6 separate regions of the Mus musculus genome follow, and all the other regions are linked to region 1. A link is a contact called in public Hi-C and promoter capture Hi-C data. All regions are on one chromosome and are shown on one strand. Each heading gives the region's core, a stretch centred on a gene start, on an enhancer-like site or on the middle of the called end of the contact. The rest is flanking DNA. Distances are from core to core; before and after follow the strand shown.

What was found. Promoter capture Hi-C pulls out the DNA fragments that hold promoters and counts their contacts. Hi-C and Micro-C count contacts between places; a contact is called where the count stands out from the background.
Region 2: a contact with region 1 is called in a promoter capture Hi-C map of pre-B cells, with 4 times the contacts expected there. The contact joins the promoter of Srr here to the promoter of Inpp5k in region 1. A contact is called at or near these places in 5 of 39 promoter capture datasets (the C10 cell line, hippocampal neurons, liver and 1 more) and 7 of 115 datasets of contacts at active chromatin or transcription factors (the SCID.adh cell line, bone marrow-derived macrophages, effector CD8 T cells and 4 more).
Region 3: a contact with region 1 is called in a promoter capture Hi-C map of pre-B cells, with 2.6 times the contacts expected there. The contact joins the promoter of Mrm3 here to the promoter of Inpp5k in region 1. A contact is called at or near these places in 7 of 39 promoter capture datasets (the 3T3-L1 cell line, the HPC-7 cell line, cranial neural crest and 4 more).
Region 4: a Hi-C map of CD8 T cells shows a contact between it and region 1, with 5 times the contacts expected there. The contact joins the promoter of Gemin4 here to the promoter of Inpp5k in region 1. A contact is called at or near these places in 4 of 39 promoter capture datasets (cranial neural crest, hippocampal neurons, liver and 1 more), 2 of 484 Hi-C or Micro-C datasets (CD8 T cells and regulatory T cells), 3 of 115 datasets of contacts at active chromatin or transcription factors (astrocytes, double positive thymocytes and memory CD8 T cells) and 1 of 9 other capture datasets (liver).
Region 5: a promoter capture Hi-C map of hippocampal neurons shows a contact between it and region 1, with 4 times the contacts expected there. The contact joins the promoter of Vps53 here to the promoter of Inpp5k in region 1. A contact is called at or near these places in 9 of 39 promoter capture datasets (the 3T3-L1 cell line, 3T3-L1-derived adipocytes, cranial neural crest and 5 more), 4 of 484 Hi-C or Micro-C datasets (CD4 T cells, brain, cortical neurons and 1 more), 5 of 115 datasets of contacts at active chromatin or transcription factors (astrocytes, double positive thymocytes, embryonic basal ganglia and 2 more) and 2 of 9 other capture datasets (adipose tissue and pancreatic islet).
Region 6: a contact with region 1 is called in a promoter capture Hi-C map of cranial neural crest. The contact joins the enhancer-like site here to the promoter of Inpp5k in region 1. A contact is called at or near these places in 5 of 39 promoter capture datasets (the 3T3-L1 cell line, cranial neural crest, hippocampal neurons and 2 more), 4 of 484 Hi-C or Micro-C datasets (brain, cortical neurons and uterus), 5 of 115 datasets of contacts at active chromatin or transcription factors (astrocytes, bone marrow-derived macrophages, double positive thymocytes and 2 more) and 2 of 9 other capture datasets (adipose tissue and pancreatic islet).

The regions. Positions count from the first base shown.
Region 1 is chr11:75,628,257-75,633,230 of GRCm38.p6, reverse strand. Inpp5k (inositol polyphosphate 5-phosphatase K) reads right to left here and starts at 2,211. Exons shown (of 12, transcript NM_008916.2): 1 at 2,034-2,211; 2 at 55-162. The coding sequence starts at 2,131. It overlaps Pitpna (phosphatidylinositol transfer protein, alpha), which reads right to left. Exons shown (of 12, transcript NM_008850.2): 12 at 4,427-4,974.
Region 2 is chr11:74,923,250-74,928,223 of GRCm38.p6, reverse strand. It overlaps Srr (serine racemase), which reads left to right and starts at 2,276. Exons shown (of 9, transcript NM_013761.5): 1 at 2,276-2,605. Smg6 (Smg-6 homolog, nonsense mediated mRNA decay factor (C. elegans)) reads right to left here and starts at 2,370. Exons shown (of 19, transcript NM_001002764.2): 1 at 2,221-2,370. The coding sequence starts at 2,308.
Region 3 is chr11:76,241,552-76,246,525 of GRCm38.p6, reverse strand. Mrm3 (mitochondrial rRNA methyltransferase 3) reads right to left here and starts at 2,790. Exons shown (of 4, transcript NM_183263.5): 1 at 2,440-2,790; 2 at 2,003-2,247. The coding sequence starts at 2,753. It overlaps Glod4 (glyoxalase domain containing 4), which reads left to right and starts at 2,827. Exons shown (of 9, transcript NM_026029.3): 1 at 2,827-2,971. The coding sequence starts at 2,882.
Region 4 is chr11:76,214,815-76,219,788 of GRCm38.p6, reverse strand. Gemin4 (gem nuclear organelle associated protein 4) reads left to right here and starts at 2,217. Exons shown (of 2, transcript NM_177367.3): 1 at 2,217-2,311. The coding sequence starts at 2,302. Dbil5 (diazepam binding inhibitor-like 5) reads right to left here and starts at 2,176. Exons shown (of 2, transcript NM_021294.2): 1 at 2,041-2,176; 2 at 1,124-1,562. The coding sequence starts at 1,517. The coding sequence ends at 1,254.
Region 5 is chr11:76,176,783-76,181,756 of GRCm38.p6, reverse strand. It overlaps Vps53 (VPS53 GARP complex subunit), which reads left to right and starts at 2,119. Exons shown (of 22, transcript NM_026664.4): 1 at 2,119-2,344. The coding sequence starts at 2,258. It also overlaps a transcript of Tlcd3a not described here.
Region 6 is chr11:76,158,025-76,162,998 of GRCm38.p6, reverse strand. The region is part of intron 4 of Vps53 (VPS53 GARP complex subunit); the gene reads left to right. The region is part of intron 1 of Gm46252 (a long non-coding RNA gene); the gene reads right to left. Among named protein-coding and RNA genes, the nearest start is that of Gm46252, 9.7 kb to the right of the region's middle. Within about 2 kb of position 2,283, at least 33 of the 459 cell types and tissues checked have an H3K27ac peak or open chromatin away from gene starts, as enhancers often do.

The DNA.
Region 1 (4,974 bases), core at 962-3,461:
GTTACATCAGCCCTCTACAGGGATAGGGGGTGCAGGGGCCCTTCAGACACTTACCCAATGATATATATGTCCAGATTCAGGTCTTGGTTGTTCAGTTGAAGTAGGTCACTGAGGTCTACAGTGGGGGCTGCGGAGGCCACATTCCACGTCACAACATGTACGCTGTGGAAAGGATGTTAAGTCACAGGGGATGGAGGCTAAGATTTTTCCAGATAGCAGGCAAAGACCTAGGTATGTGCAAGGCTTCCGCTGCAGTGATCATGGGAAATGTGTCTGCATGTTTGTTTGTTTGGTGCTTTTGAGGCTGTGTCTCACTATGCAGCCCTGGCTGGCCTCAACTCCTTACGGAGATCAGCCTTCTTCTGCCTCCTAAATTCTGAGATTAACGTTGTTAATCTCACTATGCCCAGCTTGCTTCTGCATCGTGTGGTAGGAAAGAGGAAAAGGAGCAGTGGATTACCCAGCTTTCACCTTCCCTTTCATGCCTGGAAAGCAGGAATCTCTTCCCTCCCTCCAACTGGCTCTTCTAGGCAGGTTTACAGTCGCCCATAGCTGGCAGTACCTGGCACAGAGCTGCCAAAGGGAGCTCAAATGCCATTGGCCAGAAGGAAAGAATGATTGCGTTTGAGAGACAGGAACCTATTAGCCCCTCCAGCTACAGAAACCTCACTCATCCTCTGTGGCCCAGTCAGCAACTCTGCATGCTTACTCCTCAACCTATGGGTTCCCAAGAGCACCGAGAGGGAATTGGAGGTTGACTGAGCATGGCCATGTGCTTCAGAGCTACGAGAACAGAAACTCAGAAAGAGAGAGGCTGACAGCGTATTCCCTTCCCCTCTCCTACCTTGCAGATCCTTGGCACACAACAAATCCTGCCAAGGCCTTCACGTAGCCTAGGGACAAGTTTCTGAGTAACAGGTTTCTTATTATCTGTCTCACGAGTCTACTCTCTCTTGGGACAAGTCGCCAGTTGGTACATAACATTCCAACCTCCGCTCTCCACAAGTCTCAGTATCAGGAGAAATAATCAACAGCTCTTAAATACCACCACATCCATCACAAGTTCAGAAAAGCGAAGACTTAGGGAGACCTTCAGTGAGGGTGTTGCTATAGCAACACTCCAAGAAGCCCAGACTGTCTCCAGGACAGAGCAAGCAGGAGCTCAGACTCTACAGATGAAACCTGAGTTCCAAGAATACCGAGGCACTGAAGCACAAGATCCCGCAGAGCCACCCAAAAAGGGGAGGGGGGCATTTCCTTCTCCACCAGAGCCTGTTCTTAAAGTGTGACTTGTAAACAAAACAAAACAAAAAAATTCCTGGTTAGCTTCAAGCAGCTCCCTGCCTCTCCCTATGAATATAAACAAAATAATACAAAAACCTTCCTCTCAAGTCCTCTGAGAGACTGTCATTTTGTCTGTTTACAGTCTCCCCCTGCTGTCCGGCAGGTAACCGGTTTCTTTACTCAGTGGCTCCTTGTATTCCCACTCTAAGTGGATAAAAAATAAAACTCGGGATTTGGCATCCCAATCCTCAACTTTGATGATTAGTAACAAATCCATGCACCGCGAATTACGCTCAATTGGACGATTAGCAGTGTTCCTCGTGATTTAAGAGCGGGCATGAGACCAGGCTTTACCTCGCTAAAGGATCTTATCTAAATCTGATTTCGGATTTCTAGAGATCACAGCCCGATCAAGAAGACCCCATGATGTACTGCTGAAAAACAGGAACAAAACTTCTAATCTACAACTGTAGGGGCAAATGTTGGTCCTTAGCAATCTAACCCTGTCTGCTCCAAGAATCAACTGGACACTTGCTTGGGGAGCATCTGCAGTGACCAACTCGGCAGCCAAAGTTTAGAGCGTGCATCAATCCTAACATAGCCCTTTCAGTACTGGCCTGACAGAATTCGGGTATCTAAACTAGGGCAGCCTTGATCCTACTGTGGTTTTGAAATCCAGCCCCACAAATCAGACTGGGCTGAAGACAGCTAACCGCCAGGAACCGACCGGCCTACACCTGCGTCCTCACCTGAGTGCAAAGCCTTTCGGTGCGCTCGGCCTCCTTAGACTCACAGCCGACATTATTCCCTCGCGGTAACCCGGTGTGTTCCTGTCTCCGTGCTGCATCTAGTGCGAGCCGGAGCAGCCCTTGGTCTCCGGTCTCAGCAGCACTGCTCCCTCCGGATTGTTTTTCTTCCGGATTCGGACTGCGCTTCGGCTTCCGTAGGAGGTGGATCCAGAGTGTCTAGGGTTTTGGGGTGCGGTTGGAGGACAGAGGCGGGGCTTTACAGCAGAGCGAACCGCCCAGAGGCGGAGCTGAGCCAGGCTCAGAGAGGCGGGCTCTACATGTCATCCACTCCCGACGCCATACCGCCGGCCCGGACGCGGGAGTGGGCGGTGGCGGGGCCACCTAGGCTCCGCATTCCCAGCCTGCTTTGCGCAAGGGCGCGGGCGTGAGGAGCGTTGAGGGCGGAAGTTGCTGCGGCTCGAGGACTCGGGCTGCTTCGTGATCGTCCCGCAGCGTACGGTCTTCGCTGTCGCCTGCCCACCCTCAGAAACCGGGAGTGGACAGGATGGGGAGCCTCACTGTAGTCTGTTCGGCCTCTCTCGCCCACACTATAAGTAATTTCTCATGTTCCTTGGCGCCCTCATAGGGGTCAGAGAACACTTCCATTCATTTAAGTGACTTGGTGATCGTCATTTAAAAAAATTTTTTTTTCCATCTGAGACAGTCTTGCTAGTAAGTACTGGGGCTTGTTATACAGACCAAGTTGATTTTCCGACCTCAGCTGAGATTACACCACCACGCCCAACTTGAAACTAGTTTTGCTGAATACAAAGCAAAATAATTTAGGATCCCCGAGAGCTATCAGTGAATGAAAAACAAGCCGTTGCTATTTGGTGTATATTCATGGTGACTGTTTACTTTGCCAGACACTTCGATTTATTATTTCCTTTAGATCTCTGGGTCTTAATTTTTGAGGGGTAGGGGGGATAGTGCATGGGGTTGTTTTTACAGTTATGACTTCCCCCAGGGAAATGGGAGTGTTGTTTTAGCACACTGTAGTACCAGCTACCCAGTGATGCCTCAAGAACCCACAAAAGCTCCACTACCTGAAATACATGTTCTGGAACCCGGTGTAGTGATGTTATTTCCAAAACTCACCGAGATTGGTTACTCCAAGTTTGAGTCCAGTTTGGGCTACCTTAAAGTTTCAGGGCATTCGAACTGTGCTGTGATTCATTCTCAAAATGGAAGGGAAGGGGACAACTTCTACCAAGTCTAACTAACCACCTGAGCTTTACCCCTGGATGGAAGACAAGAATCACAGTTGTAGCCATAAACACAGTAATAAAGCTGAAAGTACTGGAGAGGGCTCACAAGTTAAGAGCACTTACAGACCACTGAAGTTGGGTTTGATTCCCTTCACCCACACGGTGGCCCATAATCATTCTAATTCCAGTTGCCCTTTCCCCTCTCTGGGTACTAAGCATGCCAGTGGTGCACATTAACCTCGTCCACTTGCAGTGAAATTAACAAACCTGGTCTAGTATTCTCATTAGGCCAAGCTAGCCTCAAACACAGAAAGATCCACCTGCCTTCCAAGGGCTGGGATTAAAACCCCGTGGCACCATGCCTTTAAACAAGCTTTTTATTTCTATTGTGCGTGTGTGCACGTGCACGCCAGCATGTGCACCAGAGTGCAGGTCTGGGAGACTTGAAGCATCAGGTTCCTCTGGAGCTGGAGTTCTAGGCAGTTGTAAACTGAGATGTCGGTGCTAGGAATTGAACTCGGCTCCTCTAAAAGAACAGTACATAACCGCCGAGCCATCTCTCCAGCCCCCAGAGTATGATTTTTTTCTTCTTTATTTCTGAAGCCCAGGCATGCTCTTCCTGGTGCTTTGGGTTTTTTCATTCTTTCTACCCAACCTTGTCACCATGTGACTGCTCAAAAGGGAGACTTCTTTCAGGCAGTTGCCAAGATTTACAGTTTGCTTGCCCTGTTGTTTTTCTCCTGAAACTAATAAAATATTTTAAGTCCATGACTTAAAATTAAGAATAAAAAATAAATGTATTGCTTAGTAGAGTAAAAGAGAGACAAAAGCAAAAATGGCTTACAGATGTGCACTGCTGCATAAGAAAACTGAATTGACATGGGACTAATTTTTTTTTTGTCTTTTGTTTTTTTGAGACAGGGTTTCTCTGTATAGCCCTGGCTGTCCTGGAACTCACTTTGTAGACCAAGCTGGCCTCGAACTCAGAAATCTGCCTGCCTCTGCCTCCCGAGTGCTGGGAGTAAAGGCGTGAGCCACCACGCCCGGCTGACATGGGACTATTTTAATTGACCTTTTTTTTAATGCCTGTTAGGTAAATACTACCACTGAGCTATACCATACCCCAGCCCGAATCCATACTGTAAGTGACTTTTTTGGACAAGGAATACTTTATTTACATAAAATGTCAGAAATACCACTGTATCTTCTCATAATCCTCTCCTGTAAATAAACTGGGGAGATATCAGTAGGAGCTTTAAGGACATCTAAGTTGAAAAATGGACATAGGAACATCACCAATAAGCTAGACTCCAAAAAACTCTGTCTAGGATTTTATTAGACTGCTTTTTTCCCCCCAATATACCTGTATTGGAAGATTGAGACAAAAAGGCACAAACTCACATTAAATAAACAGGAAATCTAATCAGTTCTATAAAGTGTAGTCTGTAAAAGAAGTAGCACTAAGAACCAACCCAAGGACGTCAGAGGTCCAGGGGGGACTGAAAGGAAGAATGTGGAAGGATACACACATGCCCACAGCAGTGACCCTGACCTGTCCCTCCCCAGTGTCTCTCCACAAGAAGGCTGGAGCCCAGCAGGCCTTGTGCAGAGACACTGCTGCTCCCGCTGGGAGTAAAGCAGACCCTGGAAATGTAATGGAAGCAGCCAGTCTGAAGAAGCATGTCGCACTCTCA
Region 2 (4,974 bases), core at 1,027-3,526, 710 kb after region 1:
CACCATAGATATTCCAGAGAGACCTCAAATTCAGTCCTCCTGCCTCAGCCATCCAAGTTCTGGATTACAAGAGTGTATATCACATCTGGTTAGCATTTCTCCTGTCTGTAATATTTCTAGGTTATCATATTAGGAGAAAGAAATGTAGCCCAGTGTATCTGTCTCATATATAGGAGGCCACTAGGGGCAGCCCCCAGCATCGCATAAACATATTTACTGGTATATATGTATCGTATATTACACCATTATTTACTTATTATATTACATATGTAAACATATATCTACACATACATACACATATTAGAGTGGCATGCATAGCAAGCCTCAGTCCTAGATATCTCTGGGAAACTATCTTCAACTTCAGTGTGTGAACTTGATCACAACAAATCTACAACTTTAGGATACCAACACCCCAATCACATACCTCCTACTGAATCAAATATTAAGCAATTCCTTTTACAATCTTCAACACCATTCATCCTCACCAACTCTCTAACAACAACCAACAGAATCATTTCATGAAAATACTGCCTAGACTATGTCATTAGAATACTGAGACTAACTGCTACTATGATGATAGAATATAAGAAGAAAAAAAAAAGTTCCACTAGAGGAGCTTTTCCTAGGCACCAATGGGCGAATTGTGACACGCTCTCAAAGGACCAAAGGACTCAAGAACAGTAGAGCCCAGCCAAATCCATGCCTCCAAATCCCAGCACTTGGGGAGTGACAGCAAGATCAAGAGTTCAAGGCCACAGAGTTTGAAGCTTACTTGGACTATATGAGACTCTGTCTCAACAAAGGAAAAGAGGAAGAGGAGGAGGAGGAGAGGACTTTATAAACCACTCTCCAAGCTCCACTGAGTAGCAAACAGCTTTTTTTTTGTAAGTATCTGTTGCTTACAGTGGAGAGACTACTAAAAATACCTACTAAACAGTTCATAAGTGACAGGAACTAGTGAGAATATTATCCAGTACTCAAGTTATATAAAATCCTAGTACAGAATTATAATGTATATACAAATGCAAACAAGCTGGTAGCCAAGTATTTATACACCTGCATCTATACCCACTTTTGTTTGGGGGATGGGGTGGGGGCGAAACTAAAATTTTAGGTTTCTGACTTGAAAGTTGGGTATGGTGGCATATGCATATAATTCCAGCACTCTGAAGGCTTCAGTCAGGAAAAGTATCCAAACTCAAGGCCAGGTTGGGTTACACAGTAAATTCAAGGCCAGTATTGGCTACAAGGTGAGACTTTGTCTCAAAAGAAAAACAAACACAAAATAAAAGATACTGCTGCCTTGGCAAAAGTTTAGCTTCTCCACCAAATGTGAACCAAGATAAAGCCGTTTAACCTCAGCACCCTGAGTAAACTTTTAAACTTAGTTTTGGGGCGGAGCCAGGAGAGGTGGTGACTACTATTTTCCAGAGGAGAGAGAGAAAACAGCCTGGTTAATCCAATTCAGTTGGCCAATAAAAACCAACCTCACAAATTCTAGCCACAATCCTAGAGAAGGTATCTTCTGTAACTGTCATCCTAAGCAACACTGGCTAATGAAGGAGACCAGACACCAAAATATTTCTCGCGCTTTTCTGATGCGAATGGAGACTGGCAAATTAAGCATTCTCTCTGATCACAACTGCTCCCACACACGCCAAGACCAAAACAAAACCGAGTCAGCTCTCTGAGGTCCTGGATCCCTCCAGTGGCCTAGCACTAGAAACCAGCCTTGGGGGGTGGGGGGGGGGGGTAAGTTCAGCAAAGGAAGTCCTAGCCTGTTAAGCCTTTCTCCTCAATTTCCCCAGCTCCTCCTCTCCGACGCGGAACGGAGGACTACGGAAAGGTACACATACACAGACTATTCTTTTGGGAACAATACGTCTCGGGGCCTCTACCGGACCCTAGCACCCAAGCCAGTTCGTGTCTCCTCCGGACTGGAACTCAGGCGCTGGCGTGAGAGGGTTAGGGCACCGGAGAACAACCACGGCGCCGCGCCGAGCAAGAGGGCGGAGGCTGAAACTCGCGCTTGGGCTCTGCCCCGAGGGCCCGAGGGAGCGGAGCGACAGCCTCGCTGTCTCCCAGGGGCCGCCGCAGGCCCGGGCGCACTGTTGGGGAAGGGGCGGGGGTTCGGAGCGCCGCGGACGGGGCGGGGAGGAGGCAGAGGAGAGGGAGGCGGGGCGGGCAGGCCCGGCCCAGCAGCTGGGCGGCGCAACTCACCTCTGCTCCCGGCCTGCGGAGCCAGAGTGGCCAGGATCCCTCGCAGTTCCGATGCGGAGATCCGCACACGCTCCAACCCCTCCGCCATCTTCGCGGCGGCTGCTACAGCTGCGGCGACTCGGCCACCGCCGCGCGCAGCCAGGAAACCACGACGGACGGGCGGCGCGCGCTCACCCACTCCCACCCTTTTCCCCGCCCCCCTCCTGCCTGCCCTCCCCAAACGACGGTGGCCGCACTGGGAGCAAAAGCATTCAGCACGTTCAACTAGGGCCTTGCCGGAGCGGGCGAATCGGCCGCGGAGACGGCGTGTGCGCGTGCGCAGAGGTGTAAAGCTAGGACGGTCCGCCGAGGCTCGGAGGTGGAGGCGCAGCGCTCTGGAGGCGAGGTGAGGCGCAGCCAGGTGTGACTCGCCCATGTCAGGTGGGCATTCGGGTCTAGGGATGCCAGTATTGCTGCGGTGACCACCGAGGACACTGCTTTTGATCTGGGGCTCGGATTGACGGAGACATCCTACAACCCGGCCTCCTCCGATCATTTTAGGCCGAAGTCTCCTTACCGTAGGCCTGGATTGTGGAGTTTAAATATCTTTTATTATTATCCCCATTACTGGTAAACGGAATCTCAGAGAGTGGAAGAAGTAAATTGCTCCGTGTATCGTTTGATTGTACCAGAGTACTAAAGTCTATGACAGTTCATCCCTAAGACTTGCTGGAGGTCGTTGTGTGGAGGTAAAAAAAGAAGGAAATTATTCGATCTGGGAATTACTGTTAGCATTGAGAATTTTTTAAAATTACTTTTTTAGTACTCAAGTCAATTCTCCCATCTTTACATCTTTAAATTTTTACTGATGCTGGTAAAAATAGCTCATTCTTATATTCACGGTACTTCAAAGGCTGTGGTGGGAGCATTGCAAGTTCAAGCCTGGGCAACATAGCACATTTGAGGCTAATCAAGGCAACATATTAGAAGACCTTGTCCCCCAAAAAGGAAGCAAAAAGTTAATTAGACTAGAAGATGGGTACTTTAAGCTCATTGACCATTAACTCCTATTAGAAACGGTGGGGTGGAGAAACTTCCTATCCAAAGACTGCCTTTCTCCAGTCTTTCCTTCTTCCCTGTCTCACACAGTCATTGACCCTTTAGACCTCAAAAAGTAATAACCAGTTATGCCTTGATCATAGTATAAAATATTTGATAGTACTCATACAGTTCCTGTTATGTGACAGATATTTCACCATCAAAAGAGAAAAATGCCGGGCGCACGCCTTTAATCCCGCACTGGGGGAGGAGGGGCCGGCAGAGGCAGGCGGATTTCTGAGTTCGAGGCCATCCTGGTCTACAAAGTGAGTTCCAGGACAGCCAGGGCTATACAGAAAAACCCTGTCTCGAAAAACCAAAAAAGAGAGAGAGAGAGAGAGAGAAAGACAATGACTGAGAAATAGTCAACAGCTCAAATGAATGGGTATAATTAATTAGAGTGGCCAGAACAAATGGCAGTTTTTGTCAAAAGATTTGAGAGGAATAGGAAATATAAAAACTGCTTTGCTGGGGCTGGCAAGATGACTCAGCGGGTAAGAGCACTGACCTGCTCAGGACCAAAGGTCCTGAGTTCAAATTCCAGAAACCACGTGGCTCACAACCATCTGTAATGAGATCTGGCGCCCTCTTCTGGTGCGTCTGGAGTGAGAGGAGTTGACTAGAGAGAGCTGGTCCTACCAGAGCAAGCAGAGTTGATCCAAAGGTCCTAAAATTCCCAGCAACCACATGAAGGCTCAGAACCTACAGCTACAGTGTACCCACATACAGTAAATAAATAAATCTTTAAAAACAAAACAAAACAAAAAAAACCTGCTTTGTGCTCCTGGCATGATAGCACATGCTGTAACTCTAGCACTTGGGAGGAAGATCAAACTTTAAGGCTGTGTTCCACCATTGAGTCCATTGAGTTTAAAGCTAAACCAAAGAACATGTAGACTCTATCTCCAAAACATAAGCCAGACATGGTAGCACATGCCCAGCACCAAAAATACACAGGCAAGAGGACAGTTTGGTCTACATAGTGAGTTCCAGGCCAACTAGAGCTATATAGTAACACCTGTCTAAAAAACACTAACAACAGGGTTTTTTAAAATTTATTTGTTCATTTAATGTATATACACTGTACATTAATGTATAGTACACTGTTGCTGTCTTCAGACACACAAGAAGAGGGCATCAGATCCCATTACAGATGGTTGTGAGCCACCTTGTGATTGCTGGGAATTGAACTCAGGACCTCTGGAAGAGCAGTCAGTGCTCTTAACTGCTGAGCCATCTCTCCAGCCCAACAATAGGATTTTTTACATTTTTTTAAAGATTTATTTATTATTATACATAAGTACACTGTATCTGTCTTCAGACACACCAGAAGAGGGCGTCAGATCTCATTGTGGATGGTTGTGAGCCACCATGTGGTTGCTGGGATTTGAACTCAGGACCTTGGGAAGAGCAATCAGTGCTCTTACCCGCTAAGCCATCTCTCCAGCCCCCGGATTTTTTTTTTTAAACCCTAACTTGAAGCTGGGTATGGTATCAAACATCCCTAACCCCATGACTCTGGATGCTAAGGCAAGAAGATACAAGAGTTCCCAGTTAGCCTTGCTGTACATACAAGGAGTGCAGGCAACACTTGGGAAATGAAGCAAGAAAATCAAGAATTGAGAGGTTAAGGTCATCCTTGGCTATGTTCCAAGCCAATCTGGATTGCATGAGACC
Region 3 (4,974 bases), core at 1,541-4,040, 610 kb before region 1:
CATATATGCAGGCAGAGCACTCACATACCTAACATTTTAGATTTAAAAACTAGCATCTATATAACCTATATTAGAGAATTTTTAAAAAGCATTTTGTCATCCCACTCAATGTGTCTTTGAAAATTTTATCATGTCAGTATCTTTGCAGCTACTATATTTTTCTAAGCATTGTAACATGAAGTGCCAGAGTTCAGCTCTTTCCAGTTTGTTTGTTTGTTTGTTATTTTAGGGTTTTTTGTGACAGAGTTTTTTCTGTGTGTAGGCTTGGCTATTCTGTAATTTGTCTATAAACCAGACTGGCCTTGAATCTGCCACAGATACACTTGCTTCTGTTTCCTGAGTGCCAGGATTAAAGACACACACCACCACTGCCCGGCCCTTTCCAGTTTTTTAGTTGATAATTAAAGACTTAAAGGTTTCCCCATTACAAACAAACAAACAAACAAAACAAAACAAAACATGCTACAATAAGTGTCCACAGAAGATTCTGTAGATGTCTGAAAACTTGTCTGGGTCAAATTCTTGTAAGTGAAATGGACAGTGGACATATGTTAACTCCTAATGTTAACAATGGCATGGAACCGCCCTCCTCAGAGGCTGTGGCTCTCTATTCATGTCTAGAATGAGGAATGTCTGCCTCCTAGCTCCAAGCCTGCTTAGCAGAGGGCATACTTACTCTCAGATTTTACCTCTGACAGGAAAACCAGCCCTGCATTAGTTCACTGCATTTTCCCCAGCACTAGGGAGATGGACAGCGTTTGCCCTAGACCTCTCATGACCCCTTTCCATTACCATCTTTGCTTATGCTCTCCTTTCCCCAAACTGTCTTGATGCTATAGCCCTTCTCCATTTTCCTGCTGGGTTTTTGTTTTACTTAATGTGTAGGCTTAACCTAAATATTTAAACAATAGCCACATAGCTCATCTTCATTGCTTGTCTTAAAATTTAAAAAATATCCCCAGGAAACAAATTCATAAAATTCTTAACAATCTTGTCCAGAAGTACTATACGGAAGATACTATGTGCAAGGGCTCATACTGAAGGAGTTGTGGGGGAGTGAGGACGGAGCCATTTGTAAGGTCTCTTGCTGAGGGTCAGCACCTTAGCAAGTTGAGCACAGTAACCCTTACTCTGTGACCCTTCTGTCCTCAATCTAATACAACACACGCAAATTGGCCAGGGTGCTCAGAAAAAAATGAAAATGGTAAGTGGCTTCCTTAATGAAAAATTCTCCCATTTAATAATCTCTGCAACGTATCCTAAAGCGCAGCTTTCAGGGCAGTATCTGGAGGGGAAGAAAGACACTAGAGAGGCACTGAAGATGAACTTGTAAGCCTCCACTCTACTGCCACGCCTGACCCCTGAGATGGACATCCAGGCCTCAGAGTGGAGAGGGAAAACCGATCCTCACATTGTCTTCTAACCCATGCACGTATACACACAAAATAAAGTTTTGTTTTGAGATAGGGCTTCAATGTTTGCTCTGGCTGTCATGGAACTCACTTTGTAGACCAGGCTGACCTCAAACTCAGAAATCTGCCTGCCTCTGCCTTCCAAATTCTGGAATTTTAAAGGCTTGCATTACTCCTGGCTCATAAAATGTTTTTAACATTCCATAAAACAAACAAACAAACAACAACTGGGCTTTTTTTTTTTTTTTCATGCCTCCTCAGCAGGAAGGAGGTGCAAACAGGAATGTCAGGGGTCGAAGCTATCCATAGCTACATACAGAATGTGAAGCCTGCCTGAACTACAATTGTCAAAAACAAGCAAAAGCCCCACAATTAAGTATGAATGAGAAATTGGTTCAGTTGCCAGTAAAATACCATCAAAACATAGAGGCCTGAGAAGTCCTATTTCTTTTTAGACGTTAGTCAATAAAAATTTAAACTTGATTTAAATAAAATTCGTTACCTTAAGACAAGTATGAACAAGAAAGTCTAGGATACTACACTTGTATGAAATAGAAATCCCAGATATTGGCACACTGTATATCACTGACCCATTATTCCTTGTGGCGTTACTAGGTCTGACCAATCCTTGATGTCCTCAAATTTCACCTTAATGAGGCTGACGTCTTTCAGCTTGTCTACCGGCAACTCCTTGACGTACTCCAGACGGCTAAAAAAGAACGCTTTGGGCACAGCTCCAGCCTTGAGAGCATCTGCAATCAGCCTGCGACCTTCCAGTAGGATCTTCCCTTGCTTTTCCCGAAAAGGCCTGGACTTAACTATTGTCATCACACTGCTGTGGGTGCAAACAGAGAGGGGATGATTATCAACGCTCTTGGCATGGAGGGATACATGAAGTTCTAACAGACACGCACAAGCCTCAAAAGACGACATTTATTTTGCACCGTCGAAACAGTAAGAGCCAGAAGCTTCACAGTGAAGCAAGAAAAGAAACGGGAGCAGATGACAAGTCTCAAAAACATATCACCTTAGCCTCCTGTCCCCGGGAAAGGCCTTATCGTAGCGAAGCCCTGCCTCTTCCCAGGTGTGAGGGGTCTGGGATGGGGATGTCTCAAGAGGCTGTTTCTGTCGCTGTCCCTGGGAACTGGCCTTAGGGACCGCCTTGCGAGGCTGCTGGTCAGGAGCGCGCTTCCGTTCCTCCACCTGTCCCGAGGGAGACAACACTCTCACCGGGCTACGCCGCAGCGCCCGGACCCAGCGCCGAGCGTTGAGGTCCCGAGTCTGGACCACCCGCAGCAATGATCCCAGGGAGCACCACATGCCCTTCGCCGGCGCTGCCATCTTTCCCCTGGCGCGCGCTACCTCACCCGAGCGCGCGGTCGAGTGTTAGTGACGTCACCCGACGATCCTTCCCGGTTTGGTGGGCGGGGTGTCCCTCTGCCTGGAACTCGGTTTTCGTGTTGGGAGCCATGGCCACTCGTCGAGCTCTGCACTTCGTTTTCAAAGTGAAGAACCGCTTCCAGACAGTGCATTTCTTTCGAGATGTCCTGGGGATGCAGGTGCAGACCGGGACCGAGCGGGGCTAGCGCGAGACCCCGATGGGCGGCCGGGCCGCACCAGGGGAGGGAAGACGCCGTGGGCGCGCGGCCACCCCAGCCGCCAGGCCCTAGACTCCGCGTTGCCACGCCGGTGTTTTCAGCTTTTGCGAGCCCCCCTCTTTCGGGTTGGGAAGCCTTTGAAAGGGGACTCACCTACCAGCTGTGTTGTCTACGCACGTTCACCTACAGCCCTTCTCAAATATTTTTTACACTCCTGGCTTGGGGAGCCTGCTGTCTATAGTGAAGGAGCGTTGATAGGCAAAACGTTATTTTAAAAAGCCCCTTCCAGTTCACGACAGAGCGGTCTCCTGGTTTGAAAGGTTTGGGTGTGATCAGCAAATTTCGGCTTCCATCAGAGCTGCGGATTTGAAATTTAGGCTCTGGGAGGGGGACCCATGGCTTTGCGCATGCTAAACAAGCACTCCGCCATCGGATTCCGCGAACAAGCCCTGTCCGAGCAAGTTTGAACGGTCTCTTTCGTAGGTGCTCATGATCTGTGGCTCTGTTCTAAACAGCCCAGATGTAAGTATGAGGTCAGAATCAAGTCGCCTTCCTAGTACCTGGAAACAGTCTGAGAAGCTGTGATTCTAAGGGGGTCACTTAGCTGAAAGTGTAGCGGAAAGGTTTATTGAGCTCTTTGGTAAGCCAGGGAGGTAGGAGCACACCAGTGCAGAATTTATTTATTTATTTTTAACAGACTTGTAGCAGTCCAAGTCTAGCTGGGTGTAGAGATGGTACAGGAGGTAAGGACTGTAAAGGAAGTTGCACAAATCAGTCAACACAGGTTAGTCATAAAAATATCTGCTGTGTAGGGGCTGGAGACATGGCTCAACTTTTAAGAATGATTGCTCTTCTTCCAGAGGGTGTAAGATGGGTTCCAGGTGTTGGATGGCTCACAACCATCTGTAACTACAACTCCCAGGGAATCTGACCTGTGGCAGGCAGGCAGATAGACACACACACACACACACACACACACTCCTGGTGTTTGAAGGTACCATGGTAAGGTTAGGTATAGACTAAATGACTCTGGCATTTGTTCCCAATTAGAGCACATGATGTAGGAAATATTAGATTTATACCTACCAGTCAGAGTTTAGTGATACTACATGTCATTATTCTATTTCTTCATTGATCAAAAGATTGTTGTTAAGATTAAACATGTTACCTTTTAGGTGGTAACTGACTCACAGGTAGTTTGTGTTCTGTAAAGTAATAGCTACTTTTATGTTAAAAATGCAAAAGGAGAGATTTACCAACCTAGGCTCTCAGGAAATAATTCATGAGAACCTTGCATAAATTGACCCTGAAAAGGAACATTTCCACGTACCAGGGTTAGAGGGGAAAGTTATTCAAGAAGGCCTGGATAGGTGATGTGGAGATATTTGGAAAATGACACTGATTTTATGTGCATTTGGCTAGGTGAAGAGATTGGGGTGTGAGAAGGTACAGGTTGGGTTCGTCTCTGGTGTTGTCTTGAATGCTATGCATGCAAAGCAATTTGGATTTTATGCTAAAGTAAAGGGGAGCCTGTGATACCACCAGAGCTGTGCTGTAGGAATATATCTTTAAGATGGTATTAAGGAAAGAAATCAGTAAGTTTTGTGGTTTTTTTTTTTTTTTTTAATGTGGGGACAGGGCCAGTAGGTAGCTCAGGTTGACCTTGCACTTGAGATGCTCCTGCCTCAGTGCCTCCGGAGTGCCAGCATGCCCAGCTAAGAAAGATGACTTTTGTAATTTTTGAGAGCAGTAGGGATGAAAACTGCAAACAGCTGAGCGTGGTGGCCCATTCCTGCAATCCCAGCAGTTGCTCAAGGCCAGCCTACACTAAGCAGCAAGCCAGACCGCTACATAATGAGCCACTGTGTCAGGAGAAAAGGAGGTGGGGAGCAGAGACCAAGACAGTGAGAGCTTTCTGTATTCTAGGTTCTGTCTCGGCTCTCCAAACAGGTTATCCATTTTCA
Region 4 (4,974 bases), core at 968-3,467, 590 kb before region 1:
ACAAAGAGCCCTGTAGGTAAAGATGCTTTCCAGGAAAGCCTAGCAGCCTGAGTTTGATCCTGTGAACCCATGTAAAAGTTGGAGAGAACCAACTCTGAATTGTGTTCTGACCTTCACATGCACACTTGGCACCCTCACACCCACACACACAGTGCACACAATAAAAAAAATGTAATGATAAACAATAAACTTTATAGCCATCATGGTGGCTCATACTTTAAATGCAGCACTCAGGAGGAAGAATCAGATGGATCCCTGATGGCCAGCCTGGTTTATAGAGTGAATCCAGATCAGCCAAGTCCTATCTCATAAAACAAAGTATAGCTCCCACCCCCCACCCAACTGCCTAGAGAAACTTGCTGTTATATGACCAGATTTGCTAGAGAGCAAACCCTGGTGCCAGGCAAGTACTGCTTGCTTCAGACAAGACACATACTACCATGCTACCACGAAGTTAAGAATTCTACTTTAACACTTCATTTGCCAACTTCTGGGCACAATTTTAGCACACTGATGCCTCTGTAGTGATGGACACCGGCACTTACATGAGCCACACGTGCGTACGTTCATGTGCGTGTGCATGTGTGTGTCCGTCCATCACTGGGCCCCAAGCAGAAACCTAGGTTAAGAACATTTAGGTTGCTAAGGCTTAGGTGATTCTTTCAGGCACTGAGATGCTGAGGCCACCCTTCTTCCCTGTCCCTCAGCTGCTGTGCGTGATGCATGACCCACTTCACCATGTCACTCAAAGTTTGAGTTCCATCAAAATCCTAACTTCTCTGGACCTGTGTTCTAGGTGAGGGCTTTTCTATTTGTCTTTAGCTCTTTAGAAGGCAGAGCCCCTTTCTCCTCTGTACTGTTGGGTTCTTGGTGTGTTGATAACCCCTGATAATACAGATCCAAGCCCCCACCCCTGGTTATTTTAATAGCATGATTCACCCCACCTCTTTGCTCTTCTGCCAAATATCCACACACATTGTGGAACTGGGAAGACTATTAATGCCAGTCAGACCACAGAAAGGCAGATTAATGGAGTTTCACCCAGCAGAGAGAGGCTTCTACACATCTAAATACTTCTCCAGGACCCTCAAAGTTTCTCTTTTGCCACAGACTCCACTCTCATGCAGTTTGAATGATTTATTGGTGTTTCTGCTAACGCTGCTACCCTTTCAGTGTGTTTCAGCCATCAGGAATCTTAAACCCGTCCCCTACCAGTGGAGCCATGCTACTTCCTTGTGTCTGCCAAAATGCTCTTAGCATGGCTCCTTTTTCTTCAGCTCTTCCACTTTAGCAATGTAGATCCTCATGGCATCCATCTTGGACATCCCTTTGTTTACCATCCAGGCCTCATATTTGGCCTTTGCTCTCACATCTGTGGCAGGAGGGACAGGGATGTTACAGTCGCCCTGGGTGGCCTGTTTGTAAAAGCTGTACACCAGCAGTTTCTCCTGATCACTCACAGGCCCCTTCAGCTGCTTGAGTGAAGCACAGGCCATTTCAAACTCCACTTGGCTCATTGGTATACCAGAGGCAATGCTTCTGTTTTTAAGTGATGCGGGGTACTAGAAGAAAGTTGGAAATAAGCAAACCATGTTATTGTTAGGCCTTGGAAAGAAGGGGTAAAGAGATAATGTGTGGGATGAACACGGGGCGTTTGTGTGTTTAATAACGTACAAATCGAGGACCAGGAATCCATTCAATTGCTCCTGCCCCGCAGAGCTTTTTCCAGTGTGACTGCCCTTCAAAGTTATAAAAGCACCTATGAGCTCTGAAAGTTGACTCTGCTGTTGCCTATAGGAGATAGTGCAGCATGAAAAGCAAGCATATAGGGAGTTTTGTGTGTCTTGGGGGGGGGGGGGATGAATCCCGTGGATCCGCTGCTGGTTAGTACACAGCTGAAGGAAAGTTATTCCATGTGGGTGAATCCGGGGCGAGAGCTGCCCGGGGTTCCTGAGTGAGGGTGAATGAGGGGTCTGGACTAAGGGGTTCGACCTCCTTGCCTGAAGGGGTCAGGTTCCACATGGAGACAGCCAACAGTACCTGTGGTTAAGAAGGCTGGGAAGCCTAGGCCGAGAGGGGGCGCTGTGGCTAGGGTGGCTTCGACGCTGCGAGCTTGTTGGAGAGGAGTACGCGTGCGCCTTGAACGGCAGCGGCTAGCAGACTACAGCACGGAAGCGGAGAAGCGCTGTGGGCGGAGCCTGTGACGCGCCTGTAGCGCCGCCCTTTGTGCCGTGGCGCGGGCAACGCGTTCGCGGCCTTGGACTAGGAGGGGCGGTCTAGCCCGCCGCCAGCGTCGCCGCCATGGACCTAGGTGGGTTCCCACTTCCCTACTCCGGCCCCTGGGCCGCACCCCCCCAAAGCACCTCCTGGGCAGGCTGAGGCTCTGCACTGCTCCTACGGTGCTCGGGAGGCTGGGGGCTTGAGGAGTTTTGGGGGACCCGCAGTCGCGAGGCCGGCCTCCATCCTGTAGCCCCACCACATGACGGTCTCCTAGAGTCCTCCTCCGTCCTTCGTAGTGTCTTCCCAGTGGGAAACCGGGAGCGAATATAGCCTTGATTCTCCTGGAAATGCTCAGGGCTACTGCACGTGTTTCGGAAATGCCGGGCTGGGAGGGACGGACGTCCGGAGAGTTCTTCGTTATTAAATGACTGCCGAGTTAGTGAACATGTTTCTTATTAGGTCGCCTAGTGCATAAAGCAAAAATACTGATACTGTCTTTCTCCCAGAGGCTTGGCGTTTTCTTTGCGACCACGTGCATAACAGGACCCCATTCGTTGACTCACGCAAAGCGACCACCCCACCCCCACCCCTCTCTTGTGAGCAGGAGTTGCGCAGCCTGAGATTTCACTTTTTGAATCCGAATTCGAGTGCTGCTTGGTTTGGAGTATCCTCCTAGGCGAGGTCTGGAAGTAAGGCGGAGTTGATAGAAATCTGTGGCCATCTGCCAACCCTCTCCACCCTGCTAGGTGTGCTCTTTAGAGGGTAAGACTAGGAGGCCGTCCTGGGAAGTACTCCAAGATTTGCAAATAATACGCTGTGGAGAAATGTCTTTGTCCCTAGCCAGCTCTTTAGTGTGGAATGGTAGTTTCGTGCCCTGCAGCTGTGAAGAGTGCTGCCAAGGCTTGACTCCCTAGTTGAGACACCTTGCAAAGTTGTGCCTGGGCCTCTAGCTTCCCATCTCCAAAACAGGAGTTATAATCCTCAAGAAGTTAGTTTGACGATTACATGATTTTTATAGGTGTCAAGCTGGGTGTGGTAGCTTATGTCTAACTAGCACTCTGGAAGCAGAGGCAGGAGGATCTCAAAATTCTAGGCCGACCTGGTCTGTATAGTTTCAAGCCAGTTCCAGCTATATAACAAGAGCCTATCTCAGAAAAAAATACAAGTATGCCACCCAGCACAGTGCCTACCAAAGTAACCAGTCACTTCCTAGCACCAGCTACTGATTTAAAAAAAAAAAAAAAAAAAAAAGCCTTTGAGTTTCCCCTGGCTATGAGCTGAGTCTGGGACTTTTCTCAAGCCACATGTACACAGTCTCTGAAAGGCACATGTTTGGCCGCAGACATTTGCTCTGCTAAGCCGATGTCTAATGCAATAAAATGTCATTTACAGTTATAAGGAAATGTGTTCGGGGGCCGGCAGACCAACCTGAGACAGAAAGAACCCTGGATTGCCTTCAGGTCTGGGTTTTGTGGGAGTGCTGAGCCTTGATTTGGGGTGGGCAGGCAGTGACAGTAAATGGTTAGTGGCCAGGAGATTTTTTAGTTGCCTGGTGTCAGTAATTTTTTTTTTTCCCTGGGGGTAGGAGAAGTTTGAGATGGTAGCCATGATGTAGCCTTGGCTAGCCTGAAACTCAGTACGTGGACCAGGCTTGCCTCATAAAAATCTGCATCACTAGAGAGCTGGGACTAACGGGATAGGCCACCACAGCTGTTCACTGGAGTCAGTACTTTTGCTGCCGACTCTGGCCTATGAGAATAGGGCAGATGTGTTTCTGGGAGCATAGAGGACTGAGGAGAGAGCTAGCAGTGACCGTGACAAGGTGTTGCACTCAGCTTCTAGGCCAGATTATACACTTTGGGAAAGACCTGTGCCCGTCTGTTTCTGCACTGGAGGAGACAAAATATTGACAAGACTAGTCCTGCCAACACTTGAGCATTTAAATCAGGCTCTTGATGGTCTGATTATGGTTAAGATAGCTTATATAACCCATCCAATTCTTCCATACCTGGGAGATGCTTCAAAAAGGTAACAATACCAGAATAGTTACAAAAGTGTGATTAGTGTATGTCCTGTGTCATGTGGTTCCCATACCATGAAGATTATAGTCTCATGTATATATGCATACATATATTCTCATGTATGCAGACGGGAGACTCAGTAAAGTGTAAAGTCACATCATGTTTTAACAACTGAGTTAGGATTTGAATCCATTATCTTGATTAAACCCCCACATGGCCTCCCTTTAAATGTCAGTTCTTAACTCAGTGAATGAGTGACCGCTGTCTTGATGTAATATTTGTTTTGTCCACTTCCTGGTTCCTACCACAGAGCCAGAACCTTCACCAGCTTGTCCTTTTTGACTGGAAGAAACTGCTGGGTGAACTTTTTCCCTGTAAGGCACAGAATGTTGAAACTTGTTGAAGCAGGAGTGTGCTTAGAAAGAAGGAAGGCAGGGCTCCGGATACAGCTCAGTGGTAGAGTGCTTGCCTGTTACATGCAAGGCTCTGAGTTCAAAAACAGGCTTAACTGAGTGTGGTGGCACAGGCTTTTGATCTCAGCACTCAGGATGTAGAGGCAGACAGATCTGAGTTCAAAGCTATCCAGTTCATAATGAGACCCTGTCTCAGAAACAACCAAAAACACTAAGACAATAAGCACCTCCCATCCCCCAAAGACTACCTATTGTATCTTCCATAGTCTGCCATCACTGGACTCAGTTTTGTTTAGGTTTTTTGTTTGTTTGTTTTTTAA
Region 5 (4,974 bases), core at 870-3,369, 550 kb before region 1:
CGTGTGCATGCCTGGTGTCCAAGGAAGCTATAAAAGGGTGCTGGCTCCCTTGGAACTGGAGTTACAGACTGATGTAAGCCACCATGTGGGTGCTGGGAATTGAATCCAGGTCGTCCGGGAGATCAGCCAGTGCTCTTAACTGCTGAGCCATCTCTCTGTCCCCTTTATTTTTAAATTATGTATATGTGCATCTTGTGTGTGGGTGTTCCTGGAGGGGATGTCTGATGCCTTGGAGCTGGAGTTCCACGGTGGCCAGCTGCTCAATGAAGGTGCTGGAAACTGAACTTAAGTCCTGGATCCTCTGGAAGAACAACAAGCATCTTTAATGGCTCAGCTATCTTGCCAGCCTTTGTTTTTTGATTTTTAAGACAGAATTTCATTACATAGTCCAGCTAGCCTCAAACTCTCCATCTTTCTGCTTCAGGTCCCAGAATCCTGGTATTTATAGGCATGTGCCACCACATCCAGACAGCACCTATGGTTTCTGATAATAAAAGTACCATATGGAGAAAAAAAAAAAAAAAAGCTGGGCAGTGGTGGCGCATGCCTTTAGTCCCAGCACTTGGGAGGCAGAGGCAGGCAGATTTCTGAGTTCGAGGCCAGCCTGGTCTACAGAGTGAGTTCCAGGACAGCCAAGGCTACACAGAGAAACCCTGTCTTGAAAAACAAACAAACAAACAAACAAACACAAAAAAAAGTACCATATGTTGATTGTAGATGTGTGGGAAAATAAAGAAAAAATATATTTCCCTGTCATTTGCTTTTGGTTGAGACAGTACATTTTCCTTATCCACCTACTCTTCACCTTCCAAGTGTTGGGATTATAGGCTTGTACCATCACACCCAGCCAATTTTGCTCTCAGAAATAAATATTCTGCTTTCTGAAATACACTGTGCATATATCGCTATGTCATTAAATAATTGTCAAAATAATACTTTTATGAGTCAATAATATATGTGTGGAGGTTAGAGGGTAACTTGTGGAAGTTAGAACTCTCTTATCAACATGTGGGTTCGATGGATGAATTCAAGCATCAGGCTTGAGGGCAAATGCTCTACTGGCTGAGCCATCTTGATGTCTCTCACAGTCCTCCTGCAATTATATTTTAAAGCATTCTTTTGTTGCTGTTGCTAAAACTTATACTACTCACACATTTTTGGGGGGCAAACTAAAACAACAATAAAATTCCATTCCTAAAACTATAATGTTTTTTAAAAACTAAAAAAAAAAAAGCAAATTATATTATTCCTGAAGCAATTTTTATAAAACTATATGTACGGAAAAAAAAAAAAAAGTTCAGCAGGGCCAGATACTCCTCTGTCGAGGTTTTCACAATGTTGAACTGGTAAGGCAACCCTTCCCTTGGCTGCAATTCCATCATTGTTCCAGTGCCTGCTGGAAAAGCGGTTCCACAGGGCTATCTGGCTCCTCTTTTTGTAATGTACGCGGCTAAACACCCTAACATTTCCTGTACTACCTGCCTAAGTTTGCATAATACTTCCATATTTAATGTCACCCCATCTAACGTAGTGTAAGCAGGGCAGATGGGAATACTTTGTTCAAGATCATAAGGTTATCAAGGGTGTAAATAAGGATGTACAGCCCGGACATTCGGTCTCAAAAACCAAACACTTCCCAGCGTTGGGTCGCTTTTCTCCTTACTCCCCACCCTAGCGAGGAGGCTTCAGACAATTCTGCCCAGTAGATCCTTATCTAAGGAGCAGAAGCTCTCCCAAACCTCAAATGTCTTTGGCAACACTGCCACTTACCAGCTGGGGTCATTTCACTCCCGATGGCAGGGGGACACAGACTGCCCTAGACCAAGGGGATCCAGCGAGCGGGTTGCACGTTGGCTTCATGGCCAGCGGGGCTTATTGCCCATCCATTGGGACACTGCCGTGGCTACCGCTCTCTGGGGCGCCCGGGCGACACTACGGCGCTGGTGGGGGATGCGCCCTGGGCGAAGAAGAGAGGGCTTTCAATCTTAAGAACCCGCCGCGTGCGAACAGGGAACTTGAGGTTAAGGGTTGTCTGGAGATTTTCCAGGGACTTGACAGCCATGCCTGCGGAAGTCAGTCCTCCGCTATCCCAGAGTCCCCCGGTTCCCGGAAGTGCCCAGTTCTCCGGAAGTGCCAGGCTAGCCGAGTAAGTAGCGGCTCCCTCGAGCCCCGTACCTGGAGGCTTGCTCTTCTGGGGTCCTGGTGACAGACAGGTCGCGAGCAGGATTGGAGAGGGCGTCGGGGGCTGAGCGGCGGGATGATGGAGGAGGAGGAACTGGAGTTTGTGGAGGAGCTGGAGGCTGTGCTGCAGCTCACGCCAGAGGTGCAACTCGCCATCGAGCAGGTGAGCGCTCCACCCCCTCGGGAGGAAGCTGCGGTGGAAGGGGCAGCTCTAGGCCAGGGTCGAATCTCCCCTGCTAGGCTGGAAAGGTGGCGGTTCTTATGCTGAGCGGAAGTCTGGATGGTGGTAAAGGTGGGGATGGGTTTTTCAGCCTGGGGACCGAACACGTCTTCTCTAGGCTCTGTGTTTCCGAGGTTGTTACGCCCTGCTGAGTTTGGGCCGAGCTGTCCTCTTTGACAGGATAAACCTAGAGGGAGCCCCGTGACTAGAGAATTCGGATTATGGTTGATTTTAAGACTCTATTCATTTTCCAGCTAGTGCGGCTTCTTCCATTTCTCTGGTTAAACTCTTGGAGTGGTTTGGAATTGGCAGTGGGATACTTCCATTGCGGAAACGAATGACAGAATAGGGTTGTGGGGCGGCATACTGGAAAATGACCCTTGTGCTGGTGTGCGCGTGCGCGCGCACTTGACACTCGCTGGAGTCATCTGGGAAAAGGAAGCCTCAGTTGAGAATTGCTTCCATCAGATTGGCCCACGGGCAATCTGTGGGGGCATTTTCTTGGTTGATGCTGTAGAATGGCCCAGCCCACTGTGGGAGGTACCACCCCTGGGCAGCAGGTTCTGGATTGTATAGAAAAGCAAGCTGAGCAAGCCATGGAAAGCAAGCCAGTAAGTAACATTCCTTCGTGATTTCTGCTCCATTTCCTGGCTTGGCTTCACCTGATGACGACATACTATAACCTGTAATCCAAATAAATTATTTACTTTACAAGTTGTTTTTGGTCATGCTGTGTTATCACAGCAATGTAAAGCAAACTAAGACAAATCTGTACCATAACTAAAAGACTGAGGGCTAGTGAGATAGTTCAGTGGGTAAAGGCACTGTGCCACCAAGCCTGCTGACCTGAGTCTCTTCCCCAGGATCCTCAAAATAGAGGGAGAAAACTACTCCTGGACAAAACACACATACACATGCACACGTCTCCCCAACCTCTGGTCTACAAAGTGAGTTCCAGGACAGCCAGGGATACACAGAGAAACCTGTCTTGAAAAACAAAAAAATAAAGTATTAATGGTCCATATATGCTAATTATTAGTAGTAGAATTATTTTACTTGGGCTACCTTCCCAATAGCCATTAAATGAGACACACTCTTTCTTTCCTTTCTTTTTTATTAGTATTGGAGGTTGAACAAATCCTTGGCACATGAGATAAGTGTCTTACCACAAAGCAATATCCATAGCTCCTAATGTGCTTCTTCTTACACTATAACCCCATGTCAGTTCCCTTAAGGAAGATCTTTCTCCCTCTATCAACAAAACCTTACAAAAACCTACACAGTTACTTCTAATATTATGACCATACATCTTAATATAGTTGACAGGAGACTTTAGTCAACAAAAAACTTCTTGTTGGGAAGAGAAGACTCTTAGGGATATTCTTTTTTTTTTTTTTTTAAAGATTTATTTATTATATGTAAGTACACTGTAGCTGTCTTCAGACACTCCAGAAGAGGGCGTCAGATCATGTTACAGATGGTTGTGAGCCACCATGTGGTTGCTGGGATTTGAACTTCGGACCTTCGGAAGAGCAGTCGGGTGCTCTTACCCACTGAGCCATTTCACCAGCCCCCAGGGATATTCTTTAGTGTCACCCAAATTGCAAAAATTCTCAACTTTGGGCTGGAGAGATGGCTCAGCGGTTAAGAGCACTGACTGCTCTTCCAGAGGTCCTGAGTTCAATTCCCAGCAACCACATGGTGGCTCACAACCACCTGTAATGTGTAATGTGGTCTGATGCCTTCTTCTGGTGTGTGTGAAGAGAACTACAGTGTACTCATATACATAAAACAAATAAATCTTTTTAAAAAATTCTCAACCTTTTAAGATTTGTACTGTATTTTTGTGTATGTGACCTGTGCATGAGTCCCCTTGAAATCCCTTAAACTGCCCATGCAGTACAGTGTCTAGACATCTTTTGGTAAATCTAGAATTTTTCTGCCAACACTGAGGCCTGGCATTCTCTCTATAGGTGTCACCGGATGAAGTAGCTTAAGTCAAGGGCTGCGTTGTGTGAAATCTGTTAATGCCTGGGATTAGACCCAGGAACAGGAAGAGAAGAATGAAGAAACTGGGAGCAGTTAGGAAGTGAATAACCCACTTCCTCATACCAGCTCACAATGACAGGCCCTGTTCCCAGCACTCCCTCTGCAAAGGGCTTTTCATTAATTCTATAATTGCATGTATGTGTCACTTGTACGTGTGGTGTATTCTCACCTTAGGTGTGCAGCACAGAAGTGCAATGCTAAACTTTCAAAAGAAACGACTAAGCTCCACCTCTCACTGCCTTTGCCTCTGCTTGCCCTCCACATCCTAGAAGCTGTGACTCTTCTACCTTTCCTAGGAAGTCATTGGTTTGTCCGTGTTTATTCTTAAATAAAAAAAAAATTACTTATTTACTGTTTATGTGTGTATGTTTGGGCCTGAATGAGTTTATGTGCCCCATGTAAATTCAGGAGCCCTTCAAGGCCAGAAGATGCAGTCGATTCCCTGAAACTGGATTTGGAGGCAGTTGCAAGGAACCATATGGGTTCTAGAAACTGAACCCAAGTCTTCTTGTAAGAGCAGCCAT
Region 6 (4,974 bases), core at 1,034-3,533, 530 kb before region 1:
CCACTTCAGCCTGCCAGTTGCTGGGATTACACATGCAACCCACTGTGGCCAGTTCTCTCTAGCTTCAGAAAACACTCAATGCTGCTTAGCTTTAGAGTGTAAAAAAGGCTCTCATCCTAGGTAGAGGTCTCCTCATCTGCAGCACCCCTGTTTTGCTGCTAATGGCTCAAAGATGTCTCGACTCTTACGTTAAGTTTTTCAGTTTTATATTTACTGTTCTTGCTTTTTATTTATTTGTGTTTATTTGTATTTGTCTTTATTTTATGTGTATGAGTGTTTTGCCTGCATGTATGTGGATCACATTTGTACCTAATGCATATGTGGAGGCCAGAAGAGGATATCAATTAGAATTCCAAGATGGTTGTGAGCCACCATATGAGTGCTGGGAACTGAACTTGGGCCCTCTACAAGAACATTGAGTGCTCCTAACCATTGAGCCATCTCTCCAGACATCTTATTTATGTTTTTATCGTGTGTGTGTGTGTGTGTGTGTGTGTGTGTGTGTGTATGTGTGTGTGTGTGTCTTGCTTCTACCCTATATTTGTGACAGAATTGTCTACTGACCCTTGAGCTCATCAATTTGACTAAATTAGCAAGCAGTCCCCCAAAGATCCTTCTGTTTCTGCCTCCCTGTTGCTGAGAAGGCAGGCGTGTATTGCTGTATGAGGCTTTTTGTGGGTGTTGGGATTGAACTCAGGTCTTTGTACTTGAGAACCACCTATCTTAGCGATTGGGCTATTGCCCTAGATTCATTTTTAGTTTTATCCATTTCTGCTTCCTACATTTATGGCTTTCATTCTGTTCACTCATAATATACCCCTTCTGTTGGTATCCATGGTACACAGCCTATCTCTGTCCTTTTTCTTTTTTTCTTTCTTTTTAAAAAAGTGATGTATTTATTTTCACTTCATGTACATTGGTGTTTTGTGTGCATGGATATCTGTGTGAGGGTGTTGGATCTCCTGTAACTGAAGTTACAGACAGTTGTGAGCTGCCATGTGGGTTCTGGGAATTGAACCCAGGTCCTTTGGAAGAGCAGCCAAGTGCTCTTAACCACTGAGCCATCTCTCCGGCCCCTAACCTTTTTCTTATCATGAGTATTTGTTGCTGTTAGCTCTCTAAAGGTATCCTGTTTCCCGACCTCTCACAGGTTTACTACTTCGTCTTTGTCTACCTGGTCCCATGTTAACAGGACCTTAGGAGTGATAATCAGTAGGAAGGTCTCATTGTGCTGATTAACTCCACTTCTTGTGTCATGCCATTTGCCTCTTCAGAACACTCTGTGCCTCCTGACACTGAGTGAAGTCAAACACATTTTCTTACCTGCTGCTTGAGGCTGCCTTCAGTGTTTTCATACTCTGTCTCTTCGTTTGTACTGAAAACTTTCTGCTCTGTCACATGCCACGTGCTCTCTGACCCATGCATATCTTTGTACCTGTGTTAATTATTTATTATCTCTGTGACAAAGCACCCAACAAGAAGCAAATTAAGGGAAGAAGGGCTTATTCTGGCTTACAGTTGGCGAGGAGACATCTGTCATGACCCAGAAGGCACGGCGGCAGGAGCATTAGGCAGCTGGTCACATTGCATCCGCAGTCAGGAGGCAGGGAGAGGTAAAGGCTGCTATTCACTTCAGTTTCTTCTTTTTAGTCAGACTAGGACCCCAGCCTGTGTAGTTTAGGGAGGGTCTTCCTGCTTTCTTATCCTGATCTAGACAGCTCTGGATAATCCTGCTCACATTTGCCTCTTATCGGGTCACCCATCAGTCTTCTCTGTTAAGGCCTGAGTGCTTTTGTTTTTGTTTTGTTGGGGTTTTTGCTTCCCTTTTTTCCAGTTTTCACATTTTAAAGCTTTACCCATTTAAAGGCCAGCTCAAATACTGCTTTTTAAATAATGAAGTTTTATTTTTCCCATCTGAATAACACCAAAGGAATCATAATTTCAGGTCCAAGGAGACTTGACCTTTATCTGACTCTAGTCTTCTACAGAGGGGAGACAGATGTGTGCCCTTCCTACCTGTCACTTCTCAGCCCTCTGCTGTGCCAGGCCTCCGAGCTCATGCTCTTCCTTGGCTTGCCTATCCTCTTGGCTAGTTTGTAGACTTCTTGAAGGCAAGAACTCTTTTATTATCTTTACACTTCAGCTCAAATAGTCCTACATGCAACTACACTGAATATTTGGTGTGTCTTAGATTAGCTTGGGGCTTCCTGAATTCTAGGCAAGTGTGTGTAGCTCTATGGCTGAGCTACATCTCCAGCCTATGGTTCATGTGTGAATAGGCCCAGGCTGCTGCTATTTGGAATAGAACTACTGTATTGTGTGACCTACATTTAGAATGGCTCACCAGGAACCTTAAACTACTTGGGAGAGTCTCAGGTATGTGAAATTCTAAGAAAATGAAAAGAAGTTGATGATTCTTGAGGAGTGTTTGTTGGTCGTGCTGTGTTGGAGCACATCCTGGCCACTACCTGTGGGCCATGCTAGAGCAGCATGGGGGAGTGAGCCCCAGAAAGGGCAGGCCTCAGGAATGCCTCTCCCCACCTTCACGTGGTTGCCAGCAGGGCAGCTCGGATTTCAGAGAACAAGACCGTGTTTTCAAGAATGTTTAGATCACATTTCAGTCTGTGATGGAATTTTGTATTCATCTCCTTAGAATCCAGACAGAGAGGAAGCCCAGAAGAAATAATCGCTTTTCCTGTCATCTCCTCCATCTGTCTCTCCAGCAGATTGAAATGCAAGCTCGAGTGGGGACTTTCAGCAGAGCATGCTTGGTTCTGTCTTTGTCAGCTCCTAGGGATAGAACTGTGACTCTGGTGGGTGGCTTGCTGATGGGCATCTCCAGCTGACTGGCACAGACGAGGGGAATTACGGATGGGCCAAAATACTGGGCTTCACAGGTCAGGACACCCGTGTGCCCCTCTTCCCTGGAGCACACTCAGAGATTGCTTTCAGAACTTATCTTCTCAGTGGCTGAGAACACTCAGGACAGCAGCAGTAGGGCCAAAGGAAGGTGCCCTGCCCAGACAGAATTTCCCAAGCCCACCAGAGCAGCTGTGCTTTTTAACCTTGAAAAGCAAGAGACCGACCTTAGTGCATATCATGGAGTCTTATTTGAATTTGCTTGCTTTTTTGTTGTTTTTGGGTTTTTTGTTTTGGTTTTTTTGAGACAGGGTCTCATGAAGTATATTTTGGCCTTATGACCCTCAGACTTCCACCTCCCAAGTGCTAGGGTTACAGGTGCATGCCTCCAGACCTGACTTTTATGATCTCTTGAAAGACATTTTTAAGACATTTACTATGGGGGGAGAGTCATAAGCGTGTGCATCAGTGCATGGACTGGGATCAGAGAACAAGTTGGCAGAGTCAGTTCTGTCTCCTTTTCTATGGTTCAGGACTGAAGCCCAGCTTGTTAGAACCTCATGCTGCTCAGCCATCTCTTGGCCTTGTAAATTACATTTTTAGGAGGGAAGTTCTTTTGTGTTCTCTGTCTGTCTGTCTGTCTGTCTGTGTCTGTCTGTGTCTGTGTCTGTGTCTGTGTCTGTGTCTGTGTGTAGGCAGGAGATCAGTGTCTCTCCACCTTACTTTTTAAAGCAGGGTCTCTCACTGAACCTGAAGCTCACTGAGCTAGGCTGGCTAAACAGCAATCCCTTGAGAGCTACTCTCCAGCACTGAGATTATAGGTGTATGCTGCTGCTCCCATATTTTCTGGGGTGCTAGAGATCAAACTCAGGCCCTCATGCTCCTTCACTGAGCACTTTGCCTGAACCCTGAAAAAAGTTTTTTTTTTTTTTTTAATTGTTTGGAAGTGAGCATGGTGGCACATTCCGTTAGTCCCAGCACTCAGGAAATAGAGGCAGGAGGATCTCTGTGAGTCCAAGGCCAGCTTGGTCTACAGATAGAGCTCTGGGCCAGTTAGCTATATAATGAAACCTTGTCTTAAAATTTTTGTTTGTGGGATGGAGAGATGATCCTGTGGTTAGGAGTCCTTGTTGCTCTTCCAGAAGACCCAAGGTTCCTGGTACTCATGTTGGACAGCTCACAATCACCTATAACTCCAGCTTTGGCAGATCTGATGCCTCTGACCTTTGTGGACGCCACACTCCTGAGTACAAACTTGTACCCAGACACGTACATATACACATAAATAAATATTTAAAAAATATTTGGGCAGATTTTAAATGGAAGATTCAATGAGGCTGTTTTTCAGTTTCTAGAATACTAGCTGCTTGGTTAGCAATCAGCTAAATAAACATTTTGGAAAGCCTTTGCTTGTTGACTGTCCCTTGTGTGGGCCAGCATGAAGTGGTCTAGTCTGTGACTTCTTCTAACCAGACTACAATGCTCTTACAAAATTCCTGTGGCACCAAGTCCTCCCCATTTTCATCTGTTGAGATCATCAGTCCACAACTCTAGTTAAATGTTCACATGTTGAAAATGTGTGGATAGTGAGTCAGTTCAGCAAATACATGCTCTGCTATGCTCTAAAATGTATGCCGCTTCCCAAGAGTTAAAGCAGGGAGCTAGAAGGTAGCTAGAAAGAGGTGAGTGGAAGAGCAGGTTCAAGGAGGGAAAAGCTGGGATTGAAGTTGCAAGAGTGCCGCCACAGCATGACCAGTTCCCAGGGAGCTTGCTGCGAATCACGGATGCAGGAGTGGCTTCCGGCTTTGTCTCTTGTGTGCAGCTTGGCCAGAGCATGGCTGTTTCTTTGAACAGAGCCTGACTGAGGTTTAGGAAGGGAAGAGAACAATCACCACCCTCTCCAGCCCCCTGCTTACTGAAGCCCAGGTTTAGACTACTGTGGTGTGAGCCTTGACCCCATGGAAATGACTTTATACGGCTTCTCTGATGGTTTGTGATTCTGCAGAAGCATGGAAATGTATATGATCACAACTGTACTGGCCCATAGAGTAGACTTTTCAGATGTGTTCAGCTTTAATTGCGAGAATTCTCTTAGACTGAACTGAGTAGGGAAGT